Regions from separate parts of the Mus musculus genome. Here region 1 is linked to region 2. The links are chromatin contacts, called in public promoter capture Hi-C maps. All regions are on one chromosome and are shown on one strand. Each heading gives the region's core, a stretch centred on a gene start, on an enhancer-like site or on the middle of the called end of the contact. The rest is flanking DNA. Distances are from core to core; before and after follow the strand shown.

Region 1 (5,309 bases), core at 1,352-3,851, 130 kb before region 2:
GTCCTTGGATCAGTGAAGTTCTACATCCAGACTTAAGATGGAGAGAACAGGCCTGGAGTGGGGAGCAAAGGATCTGAGGCCTCCGCTATCATCTGGGGCTTCAGGGTTCCTTAGCCAACAGGACTGCGGAGCTGCTAGGTTCCTTATGGGACTCATATCCTTGAAGTCAGCTGGGATTCGAGTCCTCAGTGACTCAGTCAATATTTTCCCAGACATTCAAGGTAGTTGGAGGGAAGGTTCCCTCATTCTAACTCTATCCTGCCCAACTTGCTTTTGGTCATGGTGTTTCATCACAGCAATAGTAACCCTAACTGGAATAACAACAACAACAACAACAACAACAACAACAACAACAAAGATATGTTGTGTCAGGAGTTCCAGCCTGGGCAACTGAGTTGAGACTCTACTTTAGGGGGAGAAAAAGAGCCCCTGTTTCATCTTATGATAATTTATTTTCCACACGGTGGCCATGTGCCCACTGGACAAAGGTGGCATCCATGTCACCACCAGCCCTCGGGCTTAGGGGTGGGCACAGGAGCATTCCATCCGGAACGGATTGCTTCCCAGAACTTGGGCAGACGACCTAAGGAGAAGAACCCGTTGCCGAACAGGGGAATCTCTGGCAGTTTTACCCCGGGCCTCTGAGGTGTCTCGACATTGAAAGTCTGGCTGTTAGGCCGTTGTTGATAGTTCAAACCAGTGGAACCCAGGCACTGCAGGCTCTTGGTGTCCCGAGTGGAAGGGACCAAGCAGTTGTTGGCTGGGGGCTGATTGGCAGCGGCTGTGCTAGTGCTGGGAGTGGAATAGCTTCGGGGTGGGGGGCGTTCCGTTTGGTCCAGGTAGAGGGAGTTAGCAGCTCTTTCCAGATAGGTAGCCGCCAGCTGAGGTAAGCTCAGGGCTTTGGGGTAGCTGCTGTTGTTGAAAACATTGGTGGATCTGTCCAGGTAGCTAATGCCTTTGATGAGCTGGTCTAGGAAGGTAGGACTGGAGGGGCACGATGGTTGGTCTGTGCAGATCAGGCAGTGAGGGCTGCTGCGTTGACAGGTGGGCTTTTTGACCACCTTGGGGCCTCTCGTCAGGTGACTCGTCTCTACACACTTGGAGGTATAGGGGCGGCCCATGCAGATCTTCCCCAAGGGAAGTTCTGAGGAGGTGGTGGAGTTGAAGGATTGCTCGGAGTGGCCAGATTGGCCGCTGGAGGTGCTTAACTCGGAGCCGCTTGGAAGGCGGCTTCGCAGACCCTTGCCGTTGTTCATATTGGGATACTGGGTCCAGCCTGGAGTTCGAGGAGGGAAGGACACGTTGTTGGGTTGGCTCAAGTGGTTGTAAGTGTTGGACCGGCTTACCTGGCGTCCAGACATCTTTCTGGCCGGGTCAAGTTTCGGAGGTGTGACAGCGTTTGGCTGGTTACCTGCCAGAGAGAGAGAGAGAGAGAGAGAGAGAGAGAGAGAGAGAGAGAGAGAGAGAGAGAGAGATCAGCTCCCACTCCTTGTCACCTCCCTCTCTGATCTTCCCCTCCCCTGTTTCCTCTGCTTCCCTTTCCCCTCTTCTTCCAAGCTCAGGACCTCCAGAAAGTACAAAAGAGGGGTGAGAGATAAGGAGAAAGGAATGGCCATCAAAGTGACTGAGACCTCAAGAGGACCGTGGGAGGGGACATAGAGGGGGGCTGCCCTACAGAAAACATAGGGCAGCCTCTTTGAGGCCACATTTCTCAGATTCCAAAGCAGGGACCCCACAGTGGCCAAAGTAGCAGTCTCTAATGAGATAGAGACAGGCCCTAGATGACACCCAACAGCTAGCCCACAGTGGTAACTAGCGTTACCTCACCGCCCCTCCCCCACCCCCACCATCTTCCACTATAGACTAGTCCTCTGCACTCTGTCCTTTGTCACCTCATGTCCTACACGACTCATTTATTCTTGCCACAATGAGGCATAAGGTGGGAAATAGCCTTCCATTGCCAGTTGGCAGCCACCTCTACTCCCAGCACAAAAGAGAGTTCAAAAGGGCCACCTTAGCCCCATAGTGAGTTCAAAGCCATCCTAGGCTAGAGGAAAGTCTCAAACCTTTCTGCCAGATTGTTTGGTTCTAATCTTCCCTGACAGGATGGGATTTCTTCCCCTGCCCCATTTGAACAGAGAGCGGTGGAGTGCCCGCTCTTTTTGGTCCTAAAGTAGACATTTTATTCGAGACTTGGTCTCCCATACTGGTCAGTTCACCACCTCTCCTGAGAGTCTCCCTGACTACTGCCAGCTCCGCCTGGCTTCTGATATTTATTCTGTACCAACAGGGCAGTGTTTGAGCCTGCCCCACCCAAAAAACAGCTGCAGAGCCCTCTCCTGCCACGGCCCCTCAGCTGCCCTTGTCTTTTGGGTCTAAAATGGCTGGAATGTCCTGGCCTCTCCCCTGTCTGGCCCAACCACACCTCAACCCCTACTCTAGAAAAACAAGAGACGACTCAGAGCTGCCCCAGCTCAAGCCCCTTTCCTTTCCTTGTCTGTGGGACCCCATTTGGCTGTCATGGGCCAGCGCCTCTCTCACCCTTTCTTAGGAGGTAGATGACATAGACCTCCCTGGCTCTCCACTGGGGACACCCTCTTTCTGCCGCTCCAGACTGCTGGCCATGTCATAGAATCATAGAATCCTAAGGTAGTGAAGGGCCTCCTGGGGTCATTCCGACCAGGCCCCAGCCTCAGGGGCAGGAACTACTAGCAACCTGCCAGAACAGATGGGTCCTATTTTTGAACCCAGACTAATGTGGCTTTTTTTTTTCAGTATTCTTTGTCTTTCTTGGGTTGAATTGAAAGGATTGTGCTAGCCCAAACACACTTCTGGCTGGCATTACATACCATCATTTCTCCTTTCTGTTGGGCCTCCTCCAAGGGCTGTCCTTTGGGGAACCCATTCTCGGGGGTTGAGAGCGGGAAGCAGCTCTCTGTAGAGGACCTTCTGTGTGTCAGGCCTGGGATGGTGTGTGTTGTCTCCTCAGGGACAGGTCTCGGTACTCCTTCCTGAATCTCACGGCCCCCACTGGGTCTGGGTTTCCAGGACTAATCCAGTGAGCAAGTGCCAAACAAGCAGCCCACGTCCTCCCTGAGATCTTGTGCTATTTCTCAGGAAGACTGTCTCTCCATCCCATTTTACCTCATGTTGAAAGTACAGTTTGGTTCTTGGTGGATGAATTAAGTTTCTGACTGAGATGTGACAGTTTGTCCACTACCTGAGCCTGGCAAAGTTCGGTCAACTCTGGTTCCCTCCCTCCCTCCCTCTCCCTCCCTCCCTCTCCCTCCCTCCCTCTCTCTCCCTCCCTCTCCCTCCCTCCCTCTCCCTCCCTCCCTCTCCCTCCCTCCCTCCTCCTGTTCTTCTCTTCCCCATTCTCTCTGCTTCCCTTTCCCTCACCTTCCAGGCTCAGGACTTCTCCGGAAAGTACAAAGGAGGGGTGAGAGGTGAGGGGGAAGGTAGGACCTGCAGAGTGTCCAAGACCTGATAGGACCTGTTTTTTGCTTGTTCCAAACTTGGGATTTCAGTCCCAGCACCACAGAAAACAAGGGGGAAGACCGAGGCACAGCGTGGTGGTATAGGGCTTCGTGAACATATACAAGACTTGGGTTCAAATGCCAGGACTGGGCGGGGCGTGGTTGTTCCAAGACAGCCAGGGCTATACAGAGAAACCCTGTCTCAAACAAACAAACAAACAAACAAACAAACAAACAAACAACCCCCCCCCCAAAAAAAACCAAAACAAAACAAAAAAACAAATGCCAGGACTGGAAAACCAATCTCTCATACAAAGTGTGTGCACGGGTGCATGTGTGTGTGTGTAGTATGTATATAGTGTAATATGTATATAATATATATACTTTATATGTGTATATATAGTGTGTTCATACATATATTATTTTTGTTTGTTTGTTTTTTGTTTTTCGAGACAGAGTTTCTCTGTAGTCCTGGCTGTCCTGGAACTCACTCTGTAGACCAGGCTGGCCTCGAACTCAGAAATTCGCCTGCCTCTGCCTCCCAAGTGCTGGGATTAAAGGCATGTGCCACCACGACCGGCCATACATATACTCTTATTCTATACATATATACACCATATATACAATGTTTGTATATAATGTGTATATTACATATATTCTATGTATGTATATTAGTGTGTGTATACTATATACTTTATGTGCTTATATATAGTATGCTTATATATATATATTATATATGTGTGTGTGAAACTTATATGTATATCTGAAACTTAGAAGACGACGAGCCGCCATGTCCTCTCTCTTTTTCACTTTAGTCTCTGTGTGTGCTTCCATGTGGGTATGCACACGCCTTAGTGGAGATCAGAGGAAAGCTTACAGGAGTCACTTCTGTTCTTCTTCCATGAGTACTAGGCATTTATTTTGGGTCGTCTGGCTTGGAAAGCAAGCAACTTTCTTCATGGAACTATCATTCTGGTCCCCACATGTTCTCCATGCAAATCCTCTAACTAAACATTGTATCAAAAAAAATTGTCTCCACATTTGGCACTTCAGTCACGCACATATACATCACCATGCTCAGCAAGTTGCAGACCACAGCAGCTTTTGTGCCTGATGACTTCAGTATTCATCTCTTCCCGCTGAGAGGACAAAGATACTTTCTAAGCTCCCACAGGCTCCTGGTCCAGGCTACTGAACATTGACCTAGACCCTCTATTAAACAGACAGTTCTATTGTGGACCACCATCCTAGAGCCTAGCAGACACTACCCTCTCAATCCAAGAGACCCTCACGATCTTGCTTGTTGATGTCTCCTCAAAGACGGAAGGAACGAGGGAGGGTCATCGGACCCTCACCCAAGGTTTCAGCCACCCAGCCCTGTGCTCCTTCTGGCTGCCTGTGACTCTGCCCTAGGGATGTGTGGACTTGGGTGGGACTAGTGCACACAAAACCAGAAGATGAACTAAACAGAGGATACCATACAGACAGCCATGGGAGGTCACCAAAATGCTGGAGTGAGATTTTCAGCAACATGGCTTTTAGGGGGTTACCCACACTCCTGTAAGTCACCCTCTCCCAGGCTTCTATAAAAAGCCAACCAACTCATTGGGTCATCAGTCTAACCTCAGATGGAGTTGCTTCTTTTGGTTGGTACCCTATCTAGGTTGAGTAATGTTCAAGTCTCCCCAGGAGACATTAACCCATTAATTTACCCAAAGTCAGTCAGATTTTACCAGTTACCTCTCAAATGTTCATCCTGACCAGAATGCACTTCTTTGGTCTGAAAATCTCTCTCTCCTCTTGTACATGCTCATGTATGCATGCACATACATG
Region 2 (5,122 bases), core at 971-3,470:
AAACATTTTAAAACCTTGCTTTTAGTGGGTGCCTGAGATAACTCACCACTGTCCAAAGACTCCTTTCTTGCTTGTTGGGACCCAAATTGATCTCAGAGATGACCCCTCTACTATTGAGAAACTTGCCAAGAACAAACAGAAGCCTATTACTCCAGAGACTGCTGAAAAGCTGGCGCGGGATCTGAAGGCTGTCAAGTATGTGGAGTGCTCTGCCCTCACACAGGTAAGGAGGGCTCTGGAACCTATGTCTCTGTAGTCAGTTGTTTTGAGCATTAGGATACAGAGGCTCTTTCCTTTTATTCTTTCTTTTTTCCCTTAAAAATTTGTCCGTGAATGTATACTGTGTGAGTGTAGTTCTGCAGAGTACATAAACTGACATGACTATTCCAAGGTATAGTTGAGAGGAAGGTTTTTTATTGTAGATATGAAGGAAAGACATCAGGAAGAATCCAGAGATGAGAGAGAAAATAGACTGAACATGGCCAGCAAACTGGACTTGGCCATGGTGGTGGTGGGGTTTGAAGGAAGAAGAGAGAGGAGGACCAAGAGAGGGCTGAAATAGAAGGGAATGAGAAGCTGGAGGTGGAGTGGGGTGGGGTGGGATGGGGGCTTCTGAGCTGGAGAAGTTGAGGGTAAGGAGTGGGTGGAGGTCAGCATGCACTTGGTTATGCTAATAGGCACCCTAGGTAGCAATTTGTCCCTTCTGCCAGTGATAAGGAAATGACTTCCTGAGGAGTGAGGGCTTTTTGTCCATCTGTCAGAATTTGGCCCTGACATTTCAACCTTTTGTTTATGATAAGGGCAACATAATCTCTTCTGTAACTGCTTCTTAGTTGAAATTAGGACATTGATGTCAGAGCTCTGGAAGACTGGGATGCCTGTTTAAGGTTGGGAGATTCCAGTGCTCTGAGCAGTCTGGAATGACAGAGACCACTATCTAGACAGTTGTCCCAGATTCCTGTGGTCCTGTTGCACTGTGGTCAGAGGTGGTCTTTGGCCATTAGGCCAGAAGAGGGAGGCCTTTTTTTTTTTTGTGGAGAAGGAACATGGGAGAGACTGACCTCATCTTGTCTTCAGCAACACTTAGCAATAAATCATAGCAGTAAGTTTTCCCGTGTCCGGTTTGCCCACAGTGCAGGCTGGGCCCTAGTGGGCAAGGCAGGGGCCAGTCTGTCCACTGGTCAATGTACTCTAATCCAGGTTTAGTCTTTTGTCATTCTGCCTATATCTTCTTGAAGAACTTGCAGAGGTGGGTTGTGTATCACTGTTAGGATTTGGGAGTCACTGTCATATAATAAGTTTAAGCATATTAAATGCCATAGTCAACAGGTCTCTGACAGGCTTGAGGGCTAGTACCCACCGAGCATATCTGAGTTAAACAATCTTTGTCTGTTTTCAGGTATCTGCGCTAAACTGTACCTTGCAAACATAAAACAAGGGGCTAAGTAAAACTTCATCTTGTAATTACGTCAATTCATAGAGAAACCTCAAATATATTTTTGGACACATTAAAAGATTTGATCATTTATTTATAAGGTTACTATCAACTTGCATTTCTTTTTTTTTTTATTAAGATTTATTTATTTATTATATGTAAGTACACTGTAGCTGTCTTCAGACACTCCAGAAGAGGGTGTCAGATCTCATTATGGGTAGTTGTGAGCCACCTTGTGGTTGCTGGGATTTGAACTCAGGACCTTCAGAAGAGCAGTCAGTGTTCTTAACCGCTGAGCCATCTCTCCAGCCCCTTCACTTGCATTTCTTAATTATCCTTAACAGTTGACAATAATTTAGTAGCTTCCTAAGATTAGGACTTTGTGGGGCTTTTTGTTTGTTTGTTTGTTTGTTTCTTTGTTTTCGAGACAGGGTTTCTCTGTGTAGCCCTGGCTGTCCTGGAACTCACTTTGTAGACCAGGCTGGCCTCGAACTCAGAAATCCACCTGCCTCTGCCTCCCAAGTGCTGGGGTTAAAGGTGTGAGCCACCACCGCCTGGCTAGGACTTTGTGTTTTATCTCTGTTAAGTTTAGATTTAAAAATTAAGATTTTGATTTTGCTCTTCTAGTATCAAAATAAAATTTCTAAATCTATAAATATAGTTTATAATTAGAGACTGGGCACATTTCTGACCTTTATAGAACATAAAAGCTTCCTTGGTAGCCTGTTTCTGTGGTCAGCTCATGTCATGTGTTGCTTGCGGTTTAGTTAGACGTGGATGAAGCCATGACTTGCAGCTTCTTTATCCCATAGCACAGATGGCAGGCAGCTGTTTGCTGTTTGTATCCCAGAATGGAATTGTGTCACATGGTTTATGATTATCTAAGTACAAACTTTCAGTTACTAACCCTGGTCATGAGTTTTACCCATATCCGATAATTTATAAGTCAGTGATCTTGTTTTTGACCCTGGGCTTTAAAAACATGCCTGGGTCTTAAAAAGAGTGAGTGGTAACCCATTTTTAGAGCTAGCAATGAACTAGAACAGTATAAACCAGCAAGGGAACAGTATAAACAATTTTAATATTATCCATATTTAAATAACATCTGACTCCTTCTTATATTAGATCCAATGGCCGGAAACCAAGACATGTATTGAGTGAGCCTAGGAGACTGGCAGCAGGAGAAAGAAACTGCATTTGTTCATGCATACAGACCAGTCAGAGAGAAACACACAGTGGCTATGAACATTCTAAGTTAACTTTTGTTAATCTGAATAGACATTTATAACCTTGAATTTTCATCATCATCTAAAGAATATTTTAAACCAGGGTTGAATCACATATATAGCGTGTTAATATCCTATCATAATAAAAACCTGCACCAGTTTAAAGTATTTGAGACTTGTTACTCTTAGTCTAAAAGGAGATACAGTAATAAACAGAATTCATTAGGACTAAGAAGTTTTATAATTGTTACTTTATACCATATGGTCATCTTAAGATGATGAAATCACATGTCCAGTTGAAAGCCTTTTATATACAGCCCATACCTGGTGCTAATGCTAGGTCCCTGGGGGAGCCCAGTGGAAGTGTCTGTAAGCTGACAAGATAGATGGAGTTAGTAAACTGTCAGGTGAGGTTCAGATAAGTACAGACTTAAAAGTGGGTGTGTGGGCTCCCCCCTCCCCGCCATTTTAGATACTTAAATTTTTCTTCCTTACTATACCACACAATTTCTAGGATGATTCAACTGGGACAGAATTAAGTGCACTATTTGATGCTTTTGAGTCAGGGCGTTACTCTCTGGGCTACTTTTGGCATAGTCTGCAAAAATATATGTCTTATGTGTTACCTCCAGTCTCCTGTGTTTTTTTTTTTGTTTTTTTTTTAATGTGGAACGCTTTACGAATTTGCGTGTCATCCTTGCGCAGGGGCCATGCTATATGTGCTGCCGAAGCGAGCACTCTCAAGTGTTTTTAAGGGTATTATTTCCTTTATGGAGTTTTCCTCTGGCCATTTTTGAGTGGTGTGTCTAGGGAGCAGTGAGTGAGAGCGAACAACATGTGTGCAGTTCAATTTCCGTAACTTTATACCACTGTGTCTTAGTTCCTTTTCTCTTATTCTAGCAAAATACCCTGACAGAAGCAACTTTAAGGAGAAAGGTTTATTTGGACTCACAGTTAAAGTACAGTCCATCATGTGCAGAATGTCAAGGGAACAGGAGCTCAGGCCACTGGTCACATTGTATCCAGTTTAGAAACAGAACAGTGCTGCCAGTGCTCAGCATACTTTATCCTTATCCAGTCCCAAATCCTCTGCCCAGGAAATTGTCCCACCCACAATTAAAGTAGCTCTTCCCACATGAGTCAGTATAATCACGTTCATCTCCACAAGCGGACCCAAGAGGTCATTCCCAGACGTGTCTGGATTCGGCCAAGTTGATAGTTACTCACCATACATTGCCCATTCCTGGTTCTGAGTGTGGTTTTAGGAACAAAGGAAAGAATTTTGGTACGAATTGGCATTCGTACAGATCTACATGCCTAATGAAAATGAAGGCAACTAATATATAAAATACAATTTTTAATAATGTTGGGTTCTTGATCTAATTAATATGTCAGTAATATGTACTGTTACACATAGTTAAATTTTTTATGAGGGAGTGTGTGAAGGACTGGATGCATAATTTAAGCTCTTGGCATTTTGCTTGGTTGTATATTTCAACATAAAGCCATTGTACTTAACAGATTCTGCAGAATAATTTTAAGGACCAATTTCTTAGTTCCATATCCCCCAAGCTCAGTTTATCAGTTGATCTCATTGTAGAAGCAAACATTTTAAACTAACCCTTTATAGCACAGACTGAGACAAGCAAAGTGTTCTAGTATTATATCCCTGCCTGAGAGGCAAGGACAGGCTTGCATGTGTGAGTTTGTGTGGGGAGTCAGGAGAAGAAAGTATGTGGAGTCCAACAGCATGTATCTGAGGCAAGCAGTCTGTTCTTTAGATATGGGATGCTTTGGAGAAAGAGTTAAATAGATCATATGGACTCAGTTTCAGGTTGCTGGCAAAGCTTGTTCTAGACAATTGAACACTTTCTGTAAGATTTCCATTGTATTATTGAGTCATTTACGAGTGGGCGAGTAGGGAGTTATATTTTTCTTCAGATTCTGAAATTCGGAGAAGTCAAAGAAGTAAAAGATCAAAAATGGGGTTTGTGGTTATATGTAGAAGTTCAGTTTTGTGGACTCCTCTTTAGCTAAACTTTTATGTAATAAGTTAGTAATGAAGCTAAGATTAGCTTTGCTTCATAAGATACTTTGTTGATCTTTTCCTGAAGTAAATACAAAAGAAAAGGTTCTATTTTATTATTATTATTAAAAAATGTTTCTTTTTCTTTTTCCTTTCCTTTCCTTCCCCTTCCCCTCTCCTCTCCCCTTCCCCTTTCCCCTTTCCCTTTCTCTTTTCCTTTCCTTTCCTTTCCTTGACAGGTTTCCCTCTGTAGCTCAGGTTGACTTCAAGCTCAGGATTCTCCTGTCTGCCTTCTGAGTGCTGACGTTAAGTCAGTCTCACCTGGCTAGGAGTTCCTTTTTCAATCTAGTATACCCTACTTTCTCAGTCCTTTTCCCCATTATAATTATTACAAAGAATTTCCCTCCCACCCTCTGGTTTCTTTTTGTATTTGCC

What was found. Promoter capture Hi-C pulls out the DNA fragments that hold promoters and counts their contacts.
Region 1: a promoter capture Hi-C map of the HPC-7 cell line shows a contact between it and region 2. The contact joins the promoter of 1700013G24Rik here to the enhancer-like site in region 2. A contact is called at or near these places in 12 of 39 promoter capture datasets (3T3-L1-derived adipocytes, the C10 cell line, the HPC-7 cell line and 9 more), 1 of 15 datasets of contacts at CTCF or cohesin (pro-B cells), 24 of 484 Hi-C or Micro-C datasets (B cells, CD8 T cells, the G1E-ER4 cell line and 18 more) and 3 of 115 datasets of contacts at active chromatin or transcription factors (double positive thymocytes, embryonic stem cells and memory CD8 T cells).

What each region holds. Positions count from the first base shown.
Region 1 is chr4:137,450,588-137,455,896 of GRCm38.p6, reverse strand. 1700013G24Rik (RIKEN cDNA 1700013G24 gene) reads right to left here and starts at 2,601. Exons shown (of 2, transcript NM_027063.2): 1 at 2,542-2,601; 2 at 436-1,411. The coding sequence starts at 1,361. The coding sequence ends at 501. The region is part of intron 1 of Gm13010 (a long non-coding RNA gene); the gene reads left to right.
Region 2 is chr4:137,323,814-137,328,935 of GRCm38.p6, reverse strand. Cdc42 (cell division cycle 42) reads left to right here. Exons shown (of 6, transcript NM_009861.3): 5 at 26-223. Among named protein-coding and RNA genes, the nearest start is that of Cdc42, 31 kb to the left of the region's middle. Within about 2 kb of position 2,220, at least 16 of the 459 cell types and tissues checked have an H3K27ac peak or open chromatin away from gene starts, as enhancers often do. A contact at or near this core is called in the G1E-ER4 cell line, the HPC-7 cell line, adipose-derived mesenchymal stem cells and 2 more, where this site is marked.